Regions from separate parts of the Mus musculus genome. Here all the other regions are linked to region 4. The links are chromatin contacts, called in public Hi-C maps. All regions are on one chromosome and are shown on one strand. The core of a region is the stretch at or near the end of the contact, and the rest is flanking DNA. Distances in the headings are between cores, read along the strand shown. Region 1 overlaps Wwox (WW domain-containing oxidoreductase). Region 2 has its middle 76 kb from the start of Gm39256. Region 3 overlaps Gm39256 (a long non-coding RNA gene). Region 4 has its middle 250 kb from the start of Gm39256. Region 5 has its middle 110 kb from the start of Gm39256.

Region 1 (2,700 bases), core at 52-2,551, 160 kb after region 4:
AGCTGCTCTATCAAATGAGTAAGAGCATTCTTAGGTGGGCACCACTGAGTCAGGCACTAGAAGGTACCTTTCAGGTACTCCTTTGCAAAGGTCAAACATTTCCAGATTGTGCTATGACCTTTTGCCGGGTCATCTCAGGTTCCAGAAGCCAAGATCCTAGATTCCCACAACTCCTGATGTCTTCCCTCATGAAGATAGACCTACAGTGGGGAACAAAGAACTGTGCTCCTGAACCTATGGAAGAGCACAAATGTGATTCCAGACAGAAGCCTACTACTGAGGCCACAGTGAGCGTACAAATCAGTGTGTGCCTGAAAGCAGGAGATGAGGGGTTGAATGGGATTCGACGAGTTCTGCCATTGTTTTGTTATAGTGGGAGAAAATTCAAGTTCGAGGGCAGCATATTACAGAAATGATAAGCTGACATTTGGCACAACCAAATAAGACCTTAGGGAGCTCTTAGTGTATAACTGGGAACAATCCACAGCCCGTTCAAGACTTTCAGAGCAAGCAGTGGCCAGGACTCCTGAATCCTGAGGTCCACTGATGCACACGCCCCAGAACTTTGGTACTTGGTGGCTCCCTGCTCCACTATACTCTGCCTCTGCCTCTGTTTGCAGCAACTTCCCACAGAAAAGGTTCCTTCGCACAGCCTCTAGAGTGAGCTTCTAGTTTTTAGCACAGACTTCTGAATGGTTGAGAGCACTTCTCATTCCCAGACATGATTTTTTTATTTGTTTTCTCCTTTCCCAACTAAAAGAAAGTGCATTCCCCAAACCTCCACCCTGCCTCAAGGGTTTTGTCTAGCTGTTCCTTACTGAATATGATCTTGAATAAACACATATTAATGATCGAAGGGATGGGTGGGTGGATGGATGGATGATAGATGGATGGATGGATGGATGGATGGATGGATGGATGATGGATGGATGGATGGATGGTTGGGCTAGATGACCATGAACTGTGGTGTATGCCTCTAGACACCTGTGTACTATTTTATAGCAGAGAGAGAGAGAGAGAGAGAGAGAGAGAGAGAGAGAGAGAGGGAGGAATGTGTAAGGACAGCCTCCCATGAGGCTAGACTCATACCCTGACCCTGGCCCACTCAGACCCACCAAGTTAAGAAATAGCTCTTGATGTGCCTTCCAGTAACATTAATTGTTGGTCATAAAACTTCAAAGCAACAGATATTTATAGCTTGATTAGAGCCCTCTTTTTCCACAGACCCTCACCACAGCACTTTCCAGCTCAGTTCCCATGAGTGTACTGAAAACAGCCTCCTGCCCACTTCCTGTCGAAGCCAGTTCCTTAACCGCCCAGGTCCTGAGGCTGGCTGCCCCCTCCCTTTTGTTCCAGCGTGCAGTCTTTCGGTTTCTCTTGGGTTTTCTCGGTTGGTTTCTTACTTTTTTTAAAAATTTCTTCACTCCTTTTCTCAGGCACCCAGATCCCCTGCTGAACCACCCCCAGAGTCGGCATGTCAACAGGGGCCATCCAGTGAGTGCACGATGGTGCCCTTCTCAAAACAGCCTTCCAGGGGAAAACATGCTTTTTCTGTGAAGTTTCTCAGGGTCCTCCAGACTAAAATGGATAATGGGTTCACTCTTCCTGGAAGCTTGAGAGACCGGAAAAATACTGAGCTAGTGCGACAATTCAAAGATCCTAGCCAGAGGCAACCCCTAGTTTGAGTATAGAAAGGTGGAGTCCTACCATCGAGTGAGTGTGCTTGTGTGCCCTACCTTGCGTGTGTGTGAACTTCCAATGTCATTCTTTAGGCACTCATATATTCATGCTGTTTGGGAGTTTATTTTGTTGGGGGTGGGAGTGGGGGCTTTGTTTTGAGGCTGGGTCTCTCACTGAGTCCTGGGGCTCTTCAATTCTTCTATGCTAACCCACAAGCTCCAAGGATCCATTGGCCTCCACCTCCTCAACTTGGGACCATAAGCATCTGTCACCATCCCTGGCATTTTTTTTAAAAGCATGGGTCCTGAGATCAAATGCAGGTCTCCATGCTTACAAGGCATACTCTACAGATAGGGAAAGGGTCAGAAGCTAGAGAGATGGCTGGCTCAGAAGTTAAAAGTGCACACTGCTCTTGCAGAGGACCTGAGTTCGGCTCCCAGCAGCCACTGCAGGCAGCTCACAACCACCTGTAACTCCAGCTCCGGGAGTTCCATTGTCTCTGGCCTCTGAGAACACCTGTGCACACGTGCCTATCTCCCATAGGCATACATGTTGTTAGAAATAAAACAATTTAAGGTTAATAAGTCTGCTAGGCAGCTAGAACATGACAGAGACATCTCCTGTCTTCACCTTCCAGATGACTTCCTGAAAACGCGATTTTTGTGTGCACCTTGTACATTGAATTTTAGAAGGGTATGGGGGTGCCAAGCTAATTGGACTTGATCCCCTGGCTGATAGTGGTTATGTTCAGGATATGTTGAGTTCATCATGCTCGCTCCCCAAGTTTAGCATTAGGAAGAAAAGTAAACTGAAAAGCTACACAACACAGGGTCTCCTTTGAAGGGGGAAGGTAAACTGTGTGCCCATTCAGCTTTAAAAGGGAGCCTCATGGGCCTTCATTGCTGTCACTGTTCATTGGGGGGATTGTGGTGAATTCTCTTTGAATGTTGGGAGTTCAGCAGAGGGTAATCTCAGCAGCCCACAAGAGATACTAATTGTGGTGATTAATAAGTATTGTGT
Region 2 (2,700 bases), core at 189-2,688, 170 kb before region 4:
GGTCACCCAACAAGTGGAGGTACCACAACAACCAGGTATGGGAGTGGAGTTGGCCTCATGTCTCTGCTCGCTTCAGTAAAAGAAATGTAGTGGAGCTAGCCAAGCAGAAGAAACAACGCAGAGCTGCAGACCAGCAAACACTGTCTGGCATGAGTCTCAAAGTTAGATATATGCATATACAAATGCACGCTTGTGTTTATGGATACCAAGATGGTCATGGGGGAGATGCTATTGCAGAAAAGTCCTCTTGAGTGCCATCTCGTGAAGCTGTTTTGGAATTGCTGTTAAAGCATTGTATTTGCCCATCAGTGGCAGAGCTTACGGTTATAAATCATCTGAACTTCTGGTAATAGTTCACTTGATTTGTGTCAGTATGGGCTTCCCTGTATCACATGTATAGTCAAAACTCCAATGTCATGGAGTCAAAACTCCAATGTCGTGTTTCCATCCACATTGAAGGTCTGGATGACACGGCGAGGCATGAAGAGAGACTCAGAGCAGCTCAGGCTTGGACCTGATGGCTGGTTAACACCCATCTGACACTTTCTGATGTGGACAGCTAGTAAATATTCTAAGACTCTGAGGCCATGTGTTCTTTATTAGGACTTGGGTTACACGAAAGGGTTTAACCTCAAGACTCCTTCCAGATAACCAAATCCACAGTTGTTCCCGTCCCTTATATAAAGCAAGGTACTGTTTACAGATAACCCACATGCATGCCATTAGATATTTTAATCATCTCTACGTGATTTATAATACCCAACACAATATAATTTTTTATTATTTATTTTGACTGTTTTGAGACAAGCCTGATGTAGTCTAGGCCGGCCTCAAACTAAAAATGGCCTTGACCTTCTGATCCTCCTTGCTCCACCAGTTCAGTACTGTGCTCCCAGGAGCGACCACCACATCTAGCTAAATGCCTTAAAAAATCACTATCGCATGATATTATTAAGGAACTTGTGATAAGAGAAACAAATATATACATGTTTAGCTCAGATACATCCCCCCTAATATTACTGACCCATAGTCGGTTGCCTCTGAGCATGAGGAACCAAAAGATAAGTGTATTCTGCCATGGGTCACAAAAAGTATTCAAGTTTTCGCAGATCATGCTTAATAAGATGGGGTCACTTTGTCCTAGTTAAACTTGACTTGCACAGATAGGTCAAGGACAGGGCTCGGCCTTTCCTTGAAGTCCAGCAAGGGACCTAAATACAACAAGATGCCTCTAAATATTAGTATACTCTTTCCTGGCTTGAGGGCACAGTTACAGGATTTTGGGGCATTTCAGTATCAGTGGGTGTGGCTGTAAATTAGGACAGCAAGGATCTAACTCTGGAAGATGGCCCGAAGTCTCCAGGAAAAGAGCTATGCTGACTTCTTGCTAGCTTTCTTCCTGGGCTGTCTGATGTCTTGTCTTCAATGAGCATATTTTACTATTGCTCCGAAGAAGATGTTTTTTTACATGCACACGCTTCAAGCGTTTTGCTGACTCAGAGGAGAACGTTTCATTTTAATCCCCAACATGGAAGCTATTTGCATTTTTTCAATAACTAGCTGCAGTTATGATTCAGAATTAAAGCTTAAACCACAAAATAACACGAAGGAGTTTAGGCCCCCGGCCTGCGATGCTTCTAGGAAGGTAAGGTCATGACTTCCTCTTTTGAAGATTTAGCTGACAGGGACATGAGTAAAGAGAAGGGGAGTGGTTTGGGAAGAACTGCCTTGGGTACTTGTGTAAAATACCATCTCCTCTCTTGTCGCATGAAAGATTCTCTGTGTGGCCTCCTGTAGATAGGAAGTACCTGTGCTGGTATACAGAAGGTGCTTATAAGTGTTTATTAAAAGGGCCACATACATCACCTTCTCTTTTCCCATAATGCCTAGCTCAGGGCCTGACATTGATGCAGATACCCTCTTAATCTAAGCAAACAGATAATGTGCATATTTGTGAAAGAGCTTTGTCTCCAGGTCAGGATGCCCAGTCTCGTTCCAGGTCCCGAGCACATGGCTTTCCCTAAGTAAATGATAATAAAGAGACACATTTTCCTGGAGGGCATCATCCTGAGTGAGGTAACACATTCACAAAGAAACTCACACAATATGTATTCACTGATAAGTGGATATTAGCCCCAAACCTAGGATACCCAAGATATAAGATATAATTTGCTAAACACATGAAACTCAAGGAGAATGAAGACTGAAGTGTGGACACTATGCCCCTCCTTAGATTTGGGAACAAAACACCCATGGAAGGAGTTACAGAGACGGAGTTTGGAGCTGAGATGAAAGGATGGACCATGTAGAGACTGCCATAGCCAGGGATCCACCCCATAATCAGCATCCAAACGCTGACACCATTGCATACACTAGCAAGATTTTATTGAAAGGACGCAGATGTAGCTGTCTCTTGTGAGACTATGCCGGGGCCCAGCAAACACAGAAGTGGATGCTCACAGTCAGCTAATGGATGGATCATAGGGCTCCCAATGGAGGAGCTAGAGAAAGTAGCCAAGGAGCTAAAGGGATCTGCAACCCTATAGGTGGAACAACATTATGAGCTAACCAGTACCCCGGAGCTCTTGACTCTAGCTGCATATATATCAAAAGATGGCCTAGTCGGCCATCACTGGAAAGAGAGGCCCATTGGACTTGCAAACTTTATATGCCCCAGTACAGGGGAATACCAGGGCCAAA
Region 3 (2,700 bases), core at 70-2,569, 220 kb before region 4:
CAAAGCTTTCTCCAGCCTGAGATCAGCAGGTGATGGCCACATGTGCAGGTGTTCTGGAAGCCCAGCTGGCTGGCTTGTGGAAGAAACAGCTCAGGGTTGGAAAATGGTCTGTTCAAAGAGGTAGCCAGTCCACAAGGCTAGGGAAATCTGTACTGAAGGAAAGATCCAACAGGAGATGAGGAGGCCTGTTTCCCATGGTGAAAACAGACACTCTGATTGAGCAAGCTGTGGGAGCCTGGAAGAGGCTTCCTCGATAGGCAATGAGGTCCCTGTCACAGGTAATAATCCTGAGAGTCCAAAGCAGGGAAATCTGGAGAAAAGATCTCTGTGTTTGGTGACAGGCTAGAGAGATGACATCTCAGTCCCCTAAGATGCTTTATTTTATATATGACGGATGGAGCCGTGAGGTGTGTCAGTCTGCGGCTTTCTTGCCACATCTAATCAAGGCAATATTTCTGGATAAAAACCTAGAAGGGTTTTTGGAACATATGCTCGGGAGCTTGAGGCAAGGAGGACCAGGTTGCAGCGTAGGCTCTTAAGGGAACTGTACAACCACAGGTACCTCGGAAATCTCTGCATCCTTGTTTCGTCATCTGGAAGCTGAAGCACAGGTGTCACACAGGGACAGTGTGGACTCTGCAGCTGAGAGAATGCCAAGCACTGGATATAAACAAGTGGCGAGGGCAGATTTGCACTAGCATGCCCACACCCACACACAGGCATGTGCACCCACACATACATGCATGCACTCATGCAGCCAGTGCAGAACCAGGACTGTGCTTTTGGGAGCCCAGCACAAGCACACTTAAGCTATCCTGCCTCTCCATGCACTCTAGTCTTCTTTATTTTAAAATTAAAAAGTGTTCACGCAACGGCATTTTTATTCTCATTAAAGACGATGAAAACTTTATGGCTTCCCCCCTAGAATCAAGACCTGAATTTATTACTGTTTATATTCGGATTTGAGGCTTGCCTAGAACCAACTCATCTTGTGTCCCCCCTCTCTCACACAGGACTGTAGAAAGAGCATGTTTGCGAAGTAATGAGGATGGAGAGTTAGAGGCTGATTTTCTTCCCTTCCCCACTTTTTTTTTCTTTCTTTTTTTTTTTTTTCTTTTTGCAAAGGAAACTCCTCCTCGGAGCTGGCATGGCATTATTAAAAATAATAAAGCAGGAGGTTGGGAAGGAGAAGGTAAATAAGGTGATTCATACATCATCTGCAAAAGACACCTAAGGAAGGCAGAGCGAAATCATTGCCTGTTTGGTGTGCAAGGAGATTCTCATGAGTCAGCGTCTACCGCTTCCGTTCTCCCCCAGCTGCGGCTTCAGGCTTGGCTGTGTCATCGGTGGGTGGGCCAGTTTGTGGCTCCTCCTGATCTGTACATACACATGCGCACGTACACATGCACACGGACACACACACACACACACACACACACACACATGGGCATTAGTGTGTATATGTGTCACACCAATGTGCAAGAGCTACTCTTTTCCAGGACTCAGGACAAGTGTGTGTCCTTGTGTTCAGGGGAAAAACAAAACAAAACAAAACAAAACAAAATAAAAACATGTCAAGAAAGTACTGGAGAACTCACAAACTCAAGAGTCCTCTGAGCTCTGTGAGAGTCAGCTCACACGCCAGGATGCCCTGTCACCTGTTGTGTGTTTTTGCCTTGTGGTTCTGGCAGCAGAATTGAGTGTGTGCCTTTACAGTATCTCTTTGGTCAGCAGTCTTTCAGAGACAGGGTGCACACGTGAGACACGTCCCATTCTGGAACTCTGTAAACCAGAGCACCCTCTATGTGGCTTCACCACAAATGAAAGTAGAGGCTGCCGAAAAGATAGTGGTGACATTCAATAGCCATCACCAGGAACCAGTTGGTGAACCCCATTAAAGCCTGGAAGGAATATCATGGCATCATTTTCCAAATATGCATATCCCTAGGGAAACAAAGGGTATTTTCAGTACCAATAACTTATATTGATTGAGTCACAGGCCATAGCACAGGGGCAGGGGGATTTTGCATGTGCTGAACTCAGAGTCAACCTAAAACATGAACACAGGTGCTGTACCCACTTTTCAGACAAAGAAACTGCGGCACTGGAAGGTCTAGCAGCTTTCCTAAGCTTGCACAACTGGCAAGTGGCAGAGAGGTCTTGCTAATCTACTTCTAGAGCCCTCCCTGGTAATGGCTCCACCTGACGTGCATCAATGCAGGGGCCAGACCCCTGGTCCCTCCTTCTACATCAGCACTCCCTGGCCCATCTGCCTGGAATGTTTTCACATCTCCTTTCTTCCATTCTTTCTATAAATTCTGGGTGCAGACCTTATTGCTAAGCGGTTTCTCCTGGCAAGAGTAGGCAAGGTTCTGACAAAAGCACACTCACCCAATAGGAGTAGTGGCTCAGGCCTGTCGTCCCAGCACCTGGAAGGCTGAGGCAGGAGGTTTCTCACAAGTTGGAACCCAGCCAGAGCTGCATAGGTCTAAGCCAACCACCTCTCAAATAAAAGCTACAGACTGTGTCTAAAACAAAACCTTCACCGAAACCCATGGAATGGGAGAGATTTGGCTCTTTTGTAGCTAGGACTACAGTGTTTAAAAACCCAGGGCTCAAAACAACACACATCCCCCAGAGAAACCAGCAGGCCAGGAGAAGGCCCTGCCAGGCTAGGGCCCAGCTGAGAGTGGATCACAT
Region 4 (2,700 bases), core at 2-2,501:
TGACTGGACACTTCTGTTGCATCAGAGCAGCTTGCTTACAAACTCTGAGATTTAAAGGTATTTATGTGCCTGCGGGATGGTATCGTAGAAATGTCATGGGACAGTTGCTGTTGAGACTATTGGTCTTCTGACGTCTCTACTCCCATATTTCTAAGTGGAAAAGCAAGCACCTGGGGCTCTGATAGGATTTTCCCTTCACTGCCTAGCTCCCATCCCAGTATGTGTGTGTGTGTGTGTGTGTGTGTGTGTGTGTGTGTGTGTGTGTATGCATGTGTGTAGGGAGCTGATAGGGGTGGGACTGATCTGGAACCTTCCAAGTCATACTCTTTGGGGTCACTAATGAATAGCAGAAGGTCGCCTTCCAAGCCACCGAGAACTCTTTTCCTGTTTCTCTTTTCTCCATCACGAATACATTGGTTCTTGAGAGCTGGTTGAGCTATGGAGCTCCTGCACGTAAATTTAGAATTATGCCCAGAGGAAGCCAACGCCCACCTGATGCAATGGAAGGCCTGTAGTAAAACCCTTCCCTCCGGGGCTGGTCTACAAAAGACTGGCAGGAGTGATGCTAAATTCCCAGCCCCCTTCCTTTTAGAAAAGGAAACTAAGACCCCAACATAGGTACTGGTTGCCCCCCCCAAGGCTGTAGGAATCAGAATACGTATGTATCTCTCTTCTGTTCTTGTTCTATCCTGTACTTTCTTCTCTGTCCTGAGCAGATATCCTGGCTAGAAGGCCTCCCCTGATCCTCCTTGCTTTCAAGAACTATGTTACACACCCTTTCTTTCTAACGCCAATCAACACAAGAAAAAGTTCCTGGGAGCCCTCAAGGGCACACAGTGTGACCTGGCTCAGGAAGAGTCCTTCTTTCCAAGGGCTTCCTCAAGCCTTTCTATCCTGACTGCTCAGTCATCCCCTGGTCTCCATATTTCTGTGGTTTTGAGTCTCCATTGAGTTTACAATACTGGAGAGACATGGTGGGTTGTAGGCATCCACGAGCCCCTTGGAGCAGTGCATTTGCTCTCCACTTGAGAAAATTGGTGAGGTTGGGCGTATCTCTCAAGTTTCGTTTCTGGATTTAAGATGGTACTAGAACCCAGCAAGCCCTTGGCACAGGCATCAGCTCGGGCAGAATTTCTTCAGAGGTTGCCTTACAAAATAGAAACTAGGTCCCTGGAGGTCTGAGGTGGTCACATCCCTCCACTTCCCTTCTTATGTGGCTGCCCCACACCCTACAGGGGCAATTTGCATGAGAGGAAGTCTGAGAGGCAGGGACAGCCCCCAGCCTTCAAGTCACAGGCCACAGAGAAGGAAGATGAGGCAAATCTAGAGTGAGTCTCATTCCATTCTAGCCCCCGAAGTTCACTGGGGTTTCAAAATGGCCATATTCTCTCCCCCACCCCCCACCCCATGACCTTATTTCTACATGGGGGAACCTCGGGTTGTCATTTCATCACAACTTGCTCTTAGATTGAGGAGGGGGAGAACAAAAGACAAGGAGACTGGTAGACAAAGTAGGATTTTGGCTCACTTGGGGTGGTAGCTGGGTTTTCAGCCCCACCCCCTCACCTCCCGTTTCATTGCCACTTATGATGAAAGAGAAACAGGTAGGAAGAGAGGCTCTCCATGAGAACTGCCAGGGGTCCCTCACAAGGGCTCCGTGCCATAAGAACCTACCTGTAGGACAGAACAAAATCAAGTTCGAATGATTGAGTATAGGGGACAAGATAAGGAAGAGGCACGACTCCTTCAGGTGCCAAGAATCACTGGGCCACTGCTGTTAGAAGCCATTCATTCTATCACCAGACTAAGCCCAGTCCTGCTCCTGTCTCCTATCCCATTGTGAGTTCTGATTCTACACTGTAAGGCAAGTATTATAGGTTTGGTCCAATGTTGTTTGGATTATGTTAATCTGGGTCCCCAAAATGTATACAAGAGTCAGCATATCCACTCGTAAGACACTGAGGAAACCCTGCCCCCAGTTGATTTTGATTGGTAAATAAAGTTGTCAGTGGGCAATGGTTGGGCAGAAAGACAGAGGTGGGACTTTTAGGATTCCCAGACAAGGGACAGAGGAAGGAGGAAGGGAGGGAGAGATCCACCAAGCTGGGAGAAGGAGAACCAAGACACCATGCCTAAGAAGTGCAGGACAGAGAGTATAGCTGACATGTAGGAGCCAAGGGATCATGGCCCAAGAAGGCTACTAGTCTGGGTCTAGGGCAGCAAAGATGAAATATAGATTTTTAGTAAGTAATAACTCAGGGATATCAAAGGGGGTAGAATAGCCACAAGGAGGTTAGAAAGTGACCCGATCATTGAGCTATTTAGGCTTACCAAAATATAAAGGCTGTGTGTGTGTGTGTGTGTGTGTGTGTGTGCACAGATTCCATTCCAGAACCCAGAACACTGGGGTGAGTAGCACCACCGTTGGAATTAATTTGAGTAGCATTAATTTGGTACTGATACAGGCAAGCACCTGGACAACTAGGGCAGTGATCAGTTACTGTGGGCACTTGAGACTAAGAATCCAAAATTGTGACAGGCTCCACAATGAGAGGAAAGTAAAGAGACTTTCCATAAAGATTTGGGCAAGAGAACGACAGAAAGGTAGGAAAATAATGTATCAACCAAATGCTTCAAGGGCTTTTTTATTTCCTTTAAGTATCACAGTCCTGAGAAGTCTTAGGTAGCTCTTATTTACTA
Region 5 (2,700 bases), core at 193-2,692, 130 kb before region 4:
GTGGCCCGTGTTGGTTGTTGCCATCTGCATGTGGAGCTATTTAACTGATTAATGAAATCTGAAAGTACGGCTTCTCAGAAGCAGCAGCCCTGTGTGGAGAGTGGCTGTGGTATTGCGGAAAATTCCACCAGGCAGTGCTGTGCTGGCCCCCAAGCCCATTCTCCCATCTCCGTTTCTACCATGTCCATTTCCAGGGGTGCTGGTGGCTAAAGGCGAGGGGAGCTGGGATTTGGAGAGGGTTATTGTTGTTCTGTGCCAATCAAATCATTCCTGGTGAGTGGGGCCTGAAGAGGCAGGCCCATGGCTGTTGCCTTAAAGCATGGGTACTTGTCACAGGGAAAAACAGAGTCAGAGAACTGGTGAGCTTGCTCAGCTCCCACAGACCCCACGAGGTTCAAAGGTACCTGGCAGTCTTGGAAGGTGTCTCAGGCCTTTAATTGAAGATGGTCTAGGTGGGCAGGATGAGTGTAGAGTGATTCAAGAGATGTGTTTCTTAAGGTGTGTGGGGGGGGGGGGGGAGCATTGGGACAAAAAGAAAGAGAGAAAAAGAAAACAGCTAGGTCCATTTCTTGCAATGTTTAGCTCACTTATTGAGCTCAACTGTGTTTACTGAATCTCAAGATCAGGAGATTACAAATGTCTCTCGCTGAAGTGAATCTATACTTGAGGGAATGTAGAACACACATGAAAGGAAATTGTTTCCAAGATGAGAGTGGGGACCCAGTGGTCCAGTCTCTTTAATGTTGTCACTACAAGTTCCAGGGACACACTCACACTGGGGTTTAAGTGGTAGCCCTGGGGGTGCCACCTTCCTGGCAGGTGGAGGCTAGCACAATTTGAACTTTCTAGTCTATGGGCAAAACTTCTCCCCCTACCTACACCAACCCCCTCAGAGCATACAGTATGCATAATTCCACAATTACAATATAATATGCACATTCCTGCAATCTTTCTAACCTGCAAAGTGTTTTTAAGATAACATTTTACCTGGTCTTTTGGACAGGGGATGGCAGGAAGCCTTTGGGTTTGGAGAGTAAATGACCATTCCAGCCTGTATCTATAGCTCAGAGTTAAGTTTCAGGCACATGGTGGTAAGTAGGGTGTTTGAGGAAGGAGATGGTGGAGAGAGGAAAGGGGAGAGAGAGGGGGAGTGGGAGGAAGGGAAAGGGAAAGAAGGAGCTGTAGGGAAGGAAGAAGGTAGGAAACAGGAAGCTCGGGAGAAAAGAATAAAGAAAGCCAAAGTGAGAGAGAGGAGGAGAGGGAAGAGAGCAGTTTGTGATGTATCCTTTACTTTCAGTTCCGGTTCCAGATGAATAGAAGAGAAACCGTGGGGCTTAAGGACTTATTAACAGCGTTTAAGTCAGGGATGTGGTGTGAATCCTGGCCTCTGTCTCCACACCACACTCTCTCATTCCACCCACTCTCCGGGAAATCCTCTTCAAGCACAAAGGGGAGGGAGCCTGTCCGCCCACTCATTCCTCTGAGGCACCGGCTTCCTCGCACAGGAAACCAGGGTGAGCTCTCTCCCTGCCTGACAAGGACCTCTTCTCCATGACCCTTGACCTCCCTCATGGGACCCTTGACATGACCTAACCTTCTTCGTGTTCCTTGGCTTCAAGTTGGAACACAACAGAAAGACTACAAATGACAGGTGCGGCCACGAGCCAGAGAATGGCTGAGGCATTCTTGAAACAAGCTGGGAGCTCGCTTCCTCCCAAGAATGCCTCGGTGCGATCTGAGTTTAAATTCCAGTGAGTCAGGACTTACAGGGTGTTATTATGCTTGTAACATTTTTATAATGAAGCTGTGTCTGTAAGTAGGTAAGAAAATATAATCTTTGACATGGGGAAAAATGAGTGATGGGCTATGTTACCAAGATGACCAAAGGGACTTCCTGGAGCAGGCTGAGCAGTTGTTAATGGGTCGTGCTGTGGCCGTGATATTCGGAATAATTAAACCAGGATACTACAGAAATCCCAGTAGCAGAAGCACAGTGACAAGATCATATCCCCACCTGACACACACACACACACACACATACACACACACACACACACACACACTCACACACACACTCACACTCACACACACGCATTCACACAAACTTTCCAAGGCTCCTAACAGAACAAAGCGGTTTTTACTCTCACAAAATCTTTATGAATTGCCATCCTTGAGGTGACGTTAGAGACTTTATGATCACATTTAGGTAGCTTCTTTAAATTATTGAAGGCATTTCAGAGGGCCTCGTCTCTTGGAACAGAGCTAGGAGAGAGGTCCCCGTCCCCCATCTGGAGGTGGGTTAATGATGGTGTTTCTACCGTACAACGCATCCAGGACACCGAGGTTAATAAAACCCGTAGCTCTTCTTCATGGGTACCAGGGGATGGTTAATGTTCAAGACTGTGCAGGACCTCGGCTTAATGTTCCGTATGAAGGATCGACCTGCCAGACGGTACCCTCCCTGGTGCCAGCCTTGCATATTAGCACATGCCAGAAAGGGGCTAAGCAATCTAAGAAGTTAGGTGCTTTTTATCCAACTGGGGGGGGGGGGGCATGAGCCAGTGATCTTTCTATGCCCCCATGCCTCAATTTAGGGTCAGCTACTGCTCTTATAGAGAACCCTGGACAAAGTGCTAGGGTTTTCAATGTCTATTGCTCCTGGCTCTGGATGAGAACAAGTCTCTCCATACTGGGCTCCAA

The links. A called contact is a pair of places that touch in the nucleus more often than the background predicts.
Region 1: a Hi-C map of Th1 cells shows a contact between it and region 4, with 3 times the contacts expected there. The contact joins two enhancer-like sites. A contact is called at or near these places in 1 of 15 datasets of contacts at CTCF or cohesin (CD8 T cells), 9 of 484 Hi-C or Micro-C datasets (B cells, CD8 T cells, Th1 cells and 5 more) and 5 of 115 datasets of contacts at active chromatin or transcription factors (CD8 T cells, bone marrow-derived macrophages, effector CD8 T cells and 2 more).
Region 2: a Hi-C map of Th2 cells shows a contact between it and region 4, with 2.4 times the contacts expected there. The contact joins two enhancer-like sites. A contact is called at or near these places in 4 of 484 Hi-C or Micro-C datasets (Th2 cells, monocyte-dendritic cell progenitors, nephron progenitors and 1 more).
Region 3: a contact with region 4 is called in a Hi-C map of Th2 cells, with 1.9 times the contacts expected there. The contact joins two enhancer-like sites. A contact is called at or near these places in 4 of 484 Hi-C or Micro-C datasets (the MNK3 cell line, Th1 cells, Th2 cells and 1 more) and 2 of 115 datasets of contacts at active chromatin or transcription factors (bone marrow-derived macrophages and microglia).
Region 5: a Hi-C map of bone marrow-derived macrophages shows a contact between it and region 4, with 33 read pairs. The contact joins two enhancer-like sites. A contact is called at or near these places in 4 of 484 Hi-C or Micro-C datasets (the MNK3 cell line, bone marrow-derived macrophages, embryonic fibroblasts and 1 more).

Annotation. Positions count from the first base shown.
Region 1 is chr8:115,232,867-115,235,566 of GRCm38.p6, reverse strand. All of the region lies in intron 8 of Wwox (WW domain-containing oxidoreductase), which reads right to left. Among named protein-coding and RNA genes, the nearest start is that of Gm39257, 270 kb to the right of the region's middle. Within about 2 kb of position 1,301, at least 74 of the 459 cell types and tissues checked have an H3K27ac peak or open chromatin away from gene starts, as enhancers often do. A contact at or near this core is called in CD8 T cells, Th1 cells, Th2 cells and 4 more, where this site is marked.
Region 2 is chr8:115,567,544-115,570,243 of GRCm38.p6, reverse strand. No RefSeq gene overlaps it. Among named protein-coding and RNA genes, the nearest start is that of Gm39256, 76 kb to the left of the region's middle. Within about 2 kb of position 1,438, at least 14 of the 459 cell types and tissues checked have an H3K27ac peak or open chromatin away from gene starts, as enhancers often do. A contact at or near this core is called in Th2 cells, where this site is marked.
Region 3 is chr8:115,617,185-115,619,884 of GRCm38.p6, reverse strand. Gm39256 (a long non-coding RNA gene) reads left to right here. Exons shown (of 2, transcript XR_879215.3): 2 at 1-2,700. Among named protein-coding and RNA genes, the nearest start is that of Gm39256, 26 kb to the left of the region's middle. Within about 2 kb of position 1,319, at least 65 of the 459 cell types and tissues checked have an H3K27ac peak or open chromatin away from gene starts, as enhancers often do. A contact at or near this core is called in the MNK3 cell line, Th1 cells, Th2 cells and 2 more, where this site is marked.
Region 4 is chr8:115,396,757-115,399,456 of GRCm38.p6, reverse strand. No RefSeq gene overlaps it. Among named protein-coding and RNA genes, the nearest start is that of Gm39256, 250 kb to the left of the region's middle. Within about 2 kb of position 1,251, at least 79 of the 459 cell types and tissues checked have an H3K27ac peak or open chromatin away from gene starts, as enhancers often do. A contact at or near this core is called in CD8 T cells, the MNK3 cell line, Th1 cells and 7 more, where this site is marked.
Region 5 is chr8:115,528,758-115,531,457 of GRCm38.p6, reverse strand. No RefSeq gene overlaps it. Among named protein-coding and RNA genes, the nearest start is that of Gm39256, 110 kb to the left of the region's middle. Within about 2 kb of position 1,442, at least 38 of the 459 cell types and tissues checked have an H3K27ac peak or open chromatin away from gene starts, as enhancers often do. A contact at or near this core is called in bone marrow-derived macrophages, where this site is marked.